Regions from separate parts of the Mus musculus genome. Here regions 1 and 2 are each linked to region 3. A link is a contact called in public promoter capture Hi-C data. All regions are on one chromosome and are shown on one strand. The core of a region is the stretch at or near the end of the contact, and the rest is flanking DNA. Distances in the headings are between cores, read along the strand shown. Region 1 holds the start of Tlcd4 (TLC domain containing 4). Region 2 has its middle 23 kb from the start of Gm34050. Region 3 holds the start of 1810037I17Rik (RIKEN cDNA 1810037I17 gene).

Region 1 (3,128 bases), core at 327-2,826, 1.7 Mb before region 3:
TCTCAAGTTTTTCTGACATCACCGGTACACACATCTTATTTCGTTTCATCCATACAACTTAAGGAAAATAGAAACAAAGAGAAAAGATCTTTAACCTGATGGAACATGGGCAGTGGGATTCCTGAATATATTGACTTAAGAAACTACTTATAAACGTTAATTTCACCTTAAAACATCCCCATCCTAGATCCATTTTTAATTTTTCAATTATCTGACTATGTAAAGGTTTTACTAAATAAAATTACAGACATGAGTATTAAACACATTAATTCCCACCATCCACACAAACTCTCCCACATTGCCTCCAAACTGGTATCTGAGTTAATTTAAACATCAAAGATTACTTTTTAATATTTTGCAGTTTTACATACACATGTACAGTGGCTCGAAAATGCTTACAAATAAAAACAAAAACACAGGCCAGCAAGTGTCCGTTAAATGAACTTAACTTAAAACCACTTTCACAGAGGCTGCCCTACCATCTTGGAAAGGTGGGAAAATAAGATAGTGGCATTAGAGGCCCCATTTCCTACCAAGGTAAACGAAGGCACTTAGTTTAACCAACTTGCCAGGAGGTTACAGAGGCTGGAAAGAGAAACCAATTCTCCCTCCACTAGACTTAAGCACTCAGGTGGCTAAAAATGGGACCCACTTGAGAGTCGTGGGGGGTAAAAATAGGCTACTTTTTTTAGAAAAGGAGGATGGGGATGCCACTTGATGCTCCCGACCCTGAGCCGGTCTCTCGCAAGAAAGCGTCCCCCGCAGGCCCAGAGGTTGCACCCACCCGCTTTGGGCTCAGACCCCTTGATTGCCTCTAGCCAAGCAGGAAAGCCGGGGGACCGAACCAAGCAGCCTGGGAGAACCGAGTGGACCCCGGGCCAGCGCCGGGGGCCGCGGGCCCGGGACATCATCTGCTCCGAGCTAAGCGGCGCGGGGCCGACAGCAGGAAGGATGCTGCGCCGCCGCACACCTGCGAGAGCCTCCCGCGCGCTCCCACCCGCCTCGGGCGCCCGAGCTCGGCCGCGCTAGGCCGGTGCGACGCGGCGCAGTGCCCGAGGCTGCGCTGGGCGAGGCCGCCCTCCTCCCGGATCCCGTCCAAACGGCGTCACCTGTGCCGGGTCCCGGGACGACTCCCGCGGGCGGCGGCTACGCGGGGCCGGGAGAGCGCAGCGGGGCTCACAGGCGCCTGGTCATCCAGCCTGGCCCGAAGGCTGCGCCGGCCGGAGCCACGCGCGAGATGCTCGCGGAAAGCCGGGGGAGCCCGGAGGAGCTGTCGCCGAGGCTCGCGCCGCCGCTGCCGCCGCGCCCGCCCGGACTGCGGGCTCGGGTTACCGCAGAGCGGCTCCTTAAAGGGGCCGCGGCCGCTCGGACTGGGCTGGCGCTCGCCGCGGCTCCGACCCCAGGCCAGAGTGGGCGGGGCCCGGAGGCCGCGCGTGGGGCCCACCTCCCGGCGCTGGGACTTGGATCGCGGCGGGAGCTCGAAGCCGCGAGCTTAGGCGGTGGGCTGCGAAGGAACCCTGAGAGCTCACACCTCTGCCCGGGTGCAGTGTGCGGTGCGCGGGCTTTCCCAGCAAGTCACAGACCTCACGAGTGGGGAGAAGAAGTATGTGAGTCCGCCCCCGCGTTGGTCAGCGCCCCGGCTCGCCACGTAACCCAAACCCCTTTTCAATGGGGAATTCTGTCTTATATGCCCAAACGCTGTGCAAAAGATCCGCATGGTTTGCTTTGTCGAGGAGATGAAATGGCAACTGATGCTTTTTTTTTTCTTTCTGCCACGTCTGCCACGGCCAAAGTCCAGCCCCGCCCCGTTCTGGTTTGAGGCTGCAGGTGCGTGCCAAGCCGGCTAGGAGGCACGTGTGTAGAAGAGGCGTCATGTCCCAGAGCAGCCTCTTCCCAAACCCCCGGAGAACACCCTTGAAGGACCGCAAGCTATCCAAGTATAGCTCCTGCCTAGCATGTCCAAGGCCCTGGATTCGATTTCCACGTAACAAAAACGGGTACATTAGCAATCCATCTATATCCGGGACCCCTCTGCGGTCAGGATGTTTAAATGGGACTGGACTGTTTTTTTTTTGTTTGTTTGTTTGTTTTTGTTTTGTTTTAGGACTGGCTGAGTATCCCAAACTGCCAAGTCTATAAACTCTGCTTTCCGACCTGCTGTATCAACCAGATCCAATTAACTGGAATAAAACTAAATAATGCAGAGGTACACACAAGCTGTATGATTTGCCAAAAAAAAAAAAGCAGTCACAAGTCCTATTTTTGGAACTAGATGAATTCTACATAAATCGAATAACCTGGAAATTTCAACATTAATGACATAGGGCAGTTGTTTGTGAGAAATACCTACCAAATAAAGCTTACATATTTGACCTAATAATATGCATACACACAGGGAAGCATCTGCTGCCAATTTAGGCCAGAAAATGTACACATAATCTCACACCACATCTGTATTTAAATTCATCTTGGAAAGCAATAGAACCGAAATCCTATTTATTAGAACCTGGAGTCCATTTTTTAGCCGAGCTGTCTCCAGCTGACTGAGCTAACTAAGCTCAATGAAGCTCACGTCTTCATCTATAGAAATGGAACAATTCAATTATTTCTGAAAGCTCCCCGGTCTAGGCGGAACCACAGAGAAAACCTCTATGAGCTACACGGTCAGAAAACCAGCCAGGAAGACCATGCAGATCGTTCCCTGTGTTCTACCCAAGCGTCTCGGCATTCCAGGGCCACAGCGCTGTGGCCACACCTGTTTCATCACAGATATTTCCCAACCTGCATAGCCCCTGACTGTTTTTGCTTTGCCCCATAGCTGCTTCATGTACTCATGTGCTCCTCTCATAACTGTGTGGGCATGTGATGGTTATAGGCAGATATCTATAGGGTCAGTTCAGCTAAGACGAATTTCACAGTGCTATCTCAGGACTGTCATCTGCAGGCACTTATCCTAGCTCCTCATTGTTGGTCAGTTGCTCTGTTCTCTCCTGATAATGCACCACCATTACCCTTAACATCTATAATTCTCTAACTCCAACAGTAATTAACCTAACAAGCCAAGTCAACCTATGGAAATACACTATGGAAATGTGACTGTCCCGGGATTCCTTCATGAGCCTCTATCA
Region 2 (3,334 bases), core at 628-3,127, 1.0 Mb before region 3:
GTTCTTGGTCTTTTTTTTTTTAAGATTTATTTCTTTATTATATGTAAGTACACTGTAGCTATCTTCAAACACCCCAGAAGAGGGTGTCAGATCTCATTACAGATGGTTGTGAGCCACCATGTGGTTGCTGGGATTTGAACTCAGGACCTCTGGAAGAGCAGTTAGGGCTCTTAACCACTGAGCCATCTCTCTAGACCCTGTTCTTGGTCTTATACTTTCTCAGATAATTACTCACATGGTTTTTCAAGCATCTTTACATTCCATAAGTTCATAGCAACTTCAAGACAATAGTTCATGTCATAAAATGACGAAAAGTTACAGCAGAGATGTTTACATGTCTTTCCATTAAGACTGATATCTGACTGAACATTCATTATCTATCTTCTAGACTCGTGATTTCATTATAAGTTCAAAGCAATAATTTTTATGTCACAAGTCAGCATGATGTTGTCAATAGACAAATCATCTGCCTTGTGTCTCATTAGATTTGAAGCTTTGTATAGATAAACCAGTAAATATTTTATTTTCTGTCCTTTCACCTACAATAAATTGTCCATTCCCAGTTTATGACCTATAGTTACCAGATAATGGTCTCATAGCTAACCTAGAAGGAACGTTTTTCCTGATAGTCAATTGGTTCCAAGCCTGCTTTCTTATCCTAGTGCAAGTAGCCTGGAACACATGAAGATTTACAGAGCCCAATCTGCAGCTTTTAGAGGGCTCGAAATTACTTGTATAAATTTAGGAATTTTATAAAATCATTTTTTAGGAATTATGAAATCATCAATTTGTCTACACAGCATTACTACATGAAAGTACATCTTCGTGTTAATCTGAAGAAAATTTTCCCAATAGGGTGGACTAATCCCCAGAAATCATTAGACTGTGTAATAGTGACAGGAAAAGGCATATCAGCAGCAAGAAGCAATCCTGGGATGAAGTCTCTTGGGACCTTGCCTCAGCGCTCACCCTCTGCAGGCTATGCAAAACACTGGGCCATCTCCAGAAAAGTCACTTGCATGTCTTCAACCTTTCCTTCTGACAACAGCCTTTTACAGGGCTATAGATCTACAGTTGACTAACATAGCCTTTTCAGGATAGTAGATCTACTGTTGACTAAGGCTGTAATTTCATGGGAAAAGCTGATGTGGGGTGGGGGAGCTGGAGTGGACATCCTCTCTTCCTGTTAGAATAGTAAGATCAAGCATTTAGACTTTGAATCAATAAAAATAAAAGCCATAAAAACTATGGTAAGGCTCCGCATTGACCCTAGACCTTTCAAGCCTTCCTTCTGGAAGGTTCTCGTCTCTTTTTGAGTAGAAATATGATGATTTGAGGATGAAGCCCAAGCTGACTGCAATTTTACTGCAATTTCTGACTTTGTTCTTTGTGAATGTGTTTCCGTTTTATATTTTAGGTAAAAGGGTTGGCATCTAAACCAGACAACAGACGTTTGTATTGTACCAACTCTTATTTAAATTCAAGTATCGGCCAGCCTCCTTCAAACCTACAAAACCCCATGTTTCATGAAAACATTGTTCCATGAAGGTCTAATCTCATTTTCTTCATGAGTCTAAGCCCTCTCCCTTTTCTTCATTATCCCCTCCAATAAGGCTCTCCGTCCTTCATCTCTTCACCCCTCTGTAAAGTACTCGGTGGTCCTCTATAAGTATTTGGTGAATTAATTTACTTCTTCAAGAATGAACAAATACTATAATACGTGACTGACCTTAAAACATTACCAGGACAGAGCAGCACCCTAAGGACAGATTGTCAGTGAAACCCTCTAGATTGCACAAGAGAAAATCTAGCCTTGTGCTTACCCTAAACAAGCTCACCAAAGAGTCCAAAGTTCTAATGATCCGGGAGGATCAGGAGGATGTTCGCGCTGTGATCAGGGCTGTGGTGGTATTTGAGTGTGGAGCGCTTGGCTCACCTTTGCCCTAGTCTTCAGGCAGATTTTTTTTCTATTCACATGGTACCTGCAGTCACATGCCTTCACCAGGGTCTGCTTTCTCAGCTTCCGAGCCTTATAAGTCGTATTAGGTTTCAGAGTCTTACAAGATCCCCTCCTCGGCTTAGGTAATGTTTCAATGTGGAGGAAATAGCTACAAGATTTATCCTCCATCACTCATTCAGGTGATGTTTAGTGAGCGTCAACAGTGTGCCAGGCATCTTCCAGGCCCTGGGAAAACAGCACAGAATGAAATAAGCAAAATCCTCCCACTCGTGGACCTAAAATACAGACACAGAACTGCCAAGTAGGGTCAGCCACTGGCAATGATAACAACTTCTTAGTCTCTGAAATGTTGCCGACCTCTCAGAATCAGTAATCCTGGTTCAATCTCTGGCACAGTGCATGGGCATTCACACACACACACACACACACACACACACACACACACACACACACAGATACAGACAGACACACGCATACACAACACACCTCCAGATACACATACACTCACACCGTTACACACACACACAAACACACATGAATACCTTCACACGCATACACATACCACACATTCTCACTCTCAGACACACACACACACACCACACACCACACACACCACACATCACTGCACATGCACGCACACACGCGCGCGCGCGCACCACACACATACGCACAGAATGTGGCAATGATTATGAGCAGGGAAAAAAATGGAGCCAAGAAAATGAAGCCTGCGGGATGGAAACTAAGTAAGGCCTAAGGACCTAAGAAGGAGGTACATTTCAGATCCAAGAACATGGAAGAGAGTGAGAGACCATGAGAAGTGAGAGCTGAGCCTGTGGGTCTAAGAAACGGTGGAAGAGACAGAAGCTAGAGGAGAAAACAAATGAGGTCTCCTCAGGGCAGGCCCTGATCTTTAAGCTTCAGCCACACTTCTTTCACAATGTTACTGTTGCCTCCTGTTCCACCTCTTCCTGTCACAGAGCTTATCTCATATGAGAGGCTGGAGATGGCAGAGGTTTTCCTCAGTACCTGATTCTGAAAGATGAAGTAGTGCCTTATGGGTAGACAGGATGGCTAGGAGGACTATGGACAAGAGTTGCCAAAAGGCTCTCTCTAGATTCTGGAGTGGCATAGACTGCCTGAATAGTGGTCAAGGTAATGGAGAAAGAAATGAGGGCTGGATAGGACAGAGAAGATAGAGATAGAATTGATGTTGGGCAGAGCTGCAGAGCCGAAGCATGTGAGCATGCTCAGGTGGCTGTGTGTGACAGTGCTGAGGTGGTGGCTGTGTGTGACAGTGCTGAGGTGGTGGCTGTGTGTGACAGTGCTGAGGTGGTGGCTGTGTGTGACAGTGCTGAGGTGGCTGTGTGTGATGCT
Region 3 (2,901 bases), core at 402-2,901:
AAGCCCAAAATACACTGGTGGGTACTTTAGAAAGGCTGATTTAGGAAAGGAGAAAGCTCTTCTGTAAGCCCACGATGCTATCAGGGCTACTTGGTTGGTATAAGTTAGTGGGCTGCTAAGTTAGTAGACTCCAACAGGTTTTTATCTAATGGTTACAGGATATTCTGACATAGAGTTGAGTGGCTTATTAAAATACTCCCATGAAATACCTATGTAAATTCCACGCTTTACCTTATCTGAGCCTTCTGAAAATTCGTGACTGTAATTGAGACAGGCTAATTCCATGACAGACTTCTAATTGGCAGTTCCTGGGATTAGGCCTAAAATCCTAGGCTTCAGGCAGCTAGTCAGAAAGTGCCCTACCATCAGAAACGACCCCCCCCCCCCCAAAAAAAAAAAACCCAACCTGGCCTGAAGCAAGGACAATGGGTTTTCAGCCCTCACACCCAGGCAATAGTTTCAGAATGTCCTTAAGAGAGAGTAGATAAGGCCACCTACCCCAGGATTCCTCAGGCAAGTTTCTAGCCACCACACCAAGGTTATGCTTCTGGAATGCCCGAGATAAGAGTAAGACAAAGCCCATCTATCCGAGAATTCCCCCAATGTGCAGCGAGCATACTTGGTAATGGGAGACTCCAGCATGCTGGACTTCGACAAAATAAAACACTCTGTGTGTTTACAAACTACTTGAGTCTGGAGTATCATTCTTCAGCGAATCATGGACCCTTACAACGTCCACCTCATCAAAACTGTTTCAAAAATTATGAGCAAATCGCTCAAGTCTGTACAAAATCATCCAAAGTTCTCAAACTGTACACACTTCCCAAACATGTAAGAAACCAAAAAGTTTACGTGTATTGGAGAGATGATTCTACGGGGTCTGCCAACCTTTTTACATTGTCACACAATGTTGTCGTCTCCAAAGTTATTATCAGAGAATCTCACGATCTAGTTTTTTAAAAGGAAGGAAGAAAGAAAGAAAGAGAGAGAGGGAGGGAGGGAGGGAGGGAGGGAGGGAGGAAGGAAGGAAGGAAGGGAAGGAAGGAAGGAAGGAAGGAAGGAAGGAAAGGAAGGAAGGAAGGAAGGAAGGAAGGAAGGAAGGAAGAAGGGAGGAAGAAAGAAAAACATCCCCCCACACGCTCATGTTTATAAAAAGACTACTTTTGTGGGTGGGCAAGGCTGGAATCCTTTGAGGCGGTTCCTGAAGTTCTGGCATCATCTCAGAGAAAAGGAGTTGAGACAGTTTTCATCCCAGAAACCGGGAGAACCAGTAATGCACCCTGCAAGGCAGCGTTTGAGCTACGTGAGAGAGCTCACCTGCACCTTAGAAACCACCTCTGAACACCGCAAGGGGACACCCCACCAGGAAGCAACGGGGCGGGGCACAGAGCGCATGCGTGCGGTCGGGGAGGCGGGGCAGACACCTTCGCCAAGTTCGGGGGGCGAGGAGGGGTGGTGGAACAGAGCGCCTGCGCCAAGAGCAGCCGGCCCAGCGGAGTCTGCGCGTTCCCGGGAATGCCGAAGAAGGCGAATTCCTAGAAAGGGAGGACGCCTGCGCAGTCCGGAAGGCGGGGACGCGGGGGCGGGGCGGGGCGCGGCGGCGGGGGCGGGGCGCCTAGTCGATTGGCGGGGTTACCCGGAATTGGTTGCTAGACTGGGCGCGAAGCGGTCTTCAGGTTTGGTCTCAGTTGCGCGGAAGTGAAACGACGCGGAGATGGAGGTGAGCCAGGCGGCGTCTGGTACCGACGGTGTCCGGGAACGGAGGGGCTCGTTCGAAGCTGGAAGGAGGAACCAAGATGAGGCACCTCAGTCCGGGATGAACGGGCTTCCGAAACACTCCTACTGGCTGGATCTCTGGCTCTTCATCCTTTTCGACCTGGCCTTGTTCGTCTTCGTGTACCTCTTGCCCTGGTGAGTATCCTGAGTTGCAGAGTTGAAGAGCTTAGGAAGCTGGCGGCTGCTTCAGTCTTCTCGGAGAGGGAGGGAGGGACGGCAGCTAGAGATGGCGGAGTTGGAAGAGCGAAAATGGATTTCCTTGACACCCCAGTGGCAAGAGGAGTGTGGAGAAAACTTGACTTCCCATATTTGTCTGTTTCATCACCACAAACGAACTGTTAAGTGTTAGAAACCTATACCCATAATTAGATCTATCGTAAATAATAAAAAATAATTACTAAAAACTAATAAAAATAAAAGTAAATAAATATCGTAAGTAATAAAAAATAGAGCATGACAGGTTAAATGTGATTATATCTAAAGTGATTTGAGTGTTGTGCGCCTGCTTAAAATGCTTAGCCCAAAGCAAGCCTTGTAAACTTAACTTGTCCATAACTTATGCAGATAAACGCGTATTATCTTCCAGAGTATCCCCAGTCCTACATCTGTCAAAGAATGGAGTATCTTGGGTTTCTTTGGCTCTCATTTTTTCGGTTTTGTGGCAAATTAGAAGGCAGAGAATGGGGGGGGGGTTTGAAAAGATAAACAGTTTTTTGATAAAAACTCGTTAAGTCATTTTGGTATAGACATTTCAAGAACAGTGATTTATTATTTAGTTATTTTTAATGATCTCATTTTCACCTCTGGGTAGAAAATTCATGACTTAATAATGTAGGCCTTTAGTTTTCCTTATCAATAGTGTAAATTATGTAGGGATAGGCTAGCAGTATCTATGTTCAGCGTCCCACTAAATGTCAAAATAAGCAGATGAAGGAAACAAGTATTTGGTTTTTACAGACCGGTTTGCTGAGTCAAGAATGGGGCTTCTGGAGTGAATCTTGAAAACGACTATAGACTCTTGAATGAAGAGGACTCCAGCAGCTGACTTCGGCACCTCTATCTAACCTTTTCTTCAGCCCTTGACCTCACTAAAGTACTATCATATGTTTAAAACCTGTTTTTCAT

The links. Promoter capture Hi-C pulls out the DNA fragments that hold promoters and counts their contacts.
Region 1: a contact with region 3 is called in a promoter capture Hi-C map of liver, with 2.4 times the contacts expected there. The contact joins the promoter of Tlcd4 here to the promoter of 1810037I17Rik in region 3. A contact is called at or near these places in 1 of 39 promoter capture datasets (liver) and 1 of 9 other capture datasets (adipose tissue).
Region 2: a promoter capture Hi-C map of liver shows a contact between it and region 3, with 2.3 times the contacts expected there. The contact joins the enhancer-like site here to the promoter of 1810037I17Rik in region 3. A contact is called at or near these places in 4 of 39 promoter capture datasets (the C10 cell line, hippocampal neurons, liver and 1 more) and 1 of 9 other capture datasets (embryonic stem cells).

What each region holds. Positions count from the first base shown.
Region 1 is chr3:121,261,591-121,264,718 of GRCm38.p6, forward strand. It overlaps Tlcd4 (TLC domain containing 4), which reads right to left and starts at 1,577. Exons shown (of 8, transcript NM_001355678.2): 1 at 1,110-1,577.
Region 2 is chr3:121,878,669-121,882,002 of GRCm38.p6, forward strand. No RefSeq gene overlaps it. Among named protein-coding and RNA genes, the nearest start is that of Gm34050, 23 kb to the right of the region's middle. Within about 2 kb of position 1,878, at least 8 of the 459 cell types and tissues checked have an H3K27ac peak or open chromatin away from gene starts, as enhancers often do. A contact at or near this core is called in liver, where this site is marked.
Region 3 is chr3:122,922,746-122,925,646 of GRCm38.p6, forward strand. It overlaps 1810037I17Rik (RIKEN cDNA 1810037I17 gene), which reads left to right and starts at 1,652. Exons shown (of 2, transcript NM_024461.2): 1 at 1,652-1,911; 2 at 2,734-2,901. The coding sequence starts at 1,715. The coding sequence ends at 2,734. It overlaps 4933405D12Rik (RIKEN cDNA 4933405D12 gene), which reads right to left and starts at 1,371. Exons shown (of 6, transcript NR_046036.1): 1 at 1,318-1,371.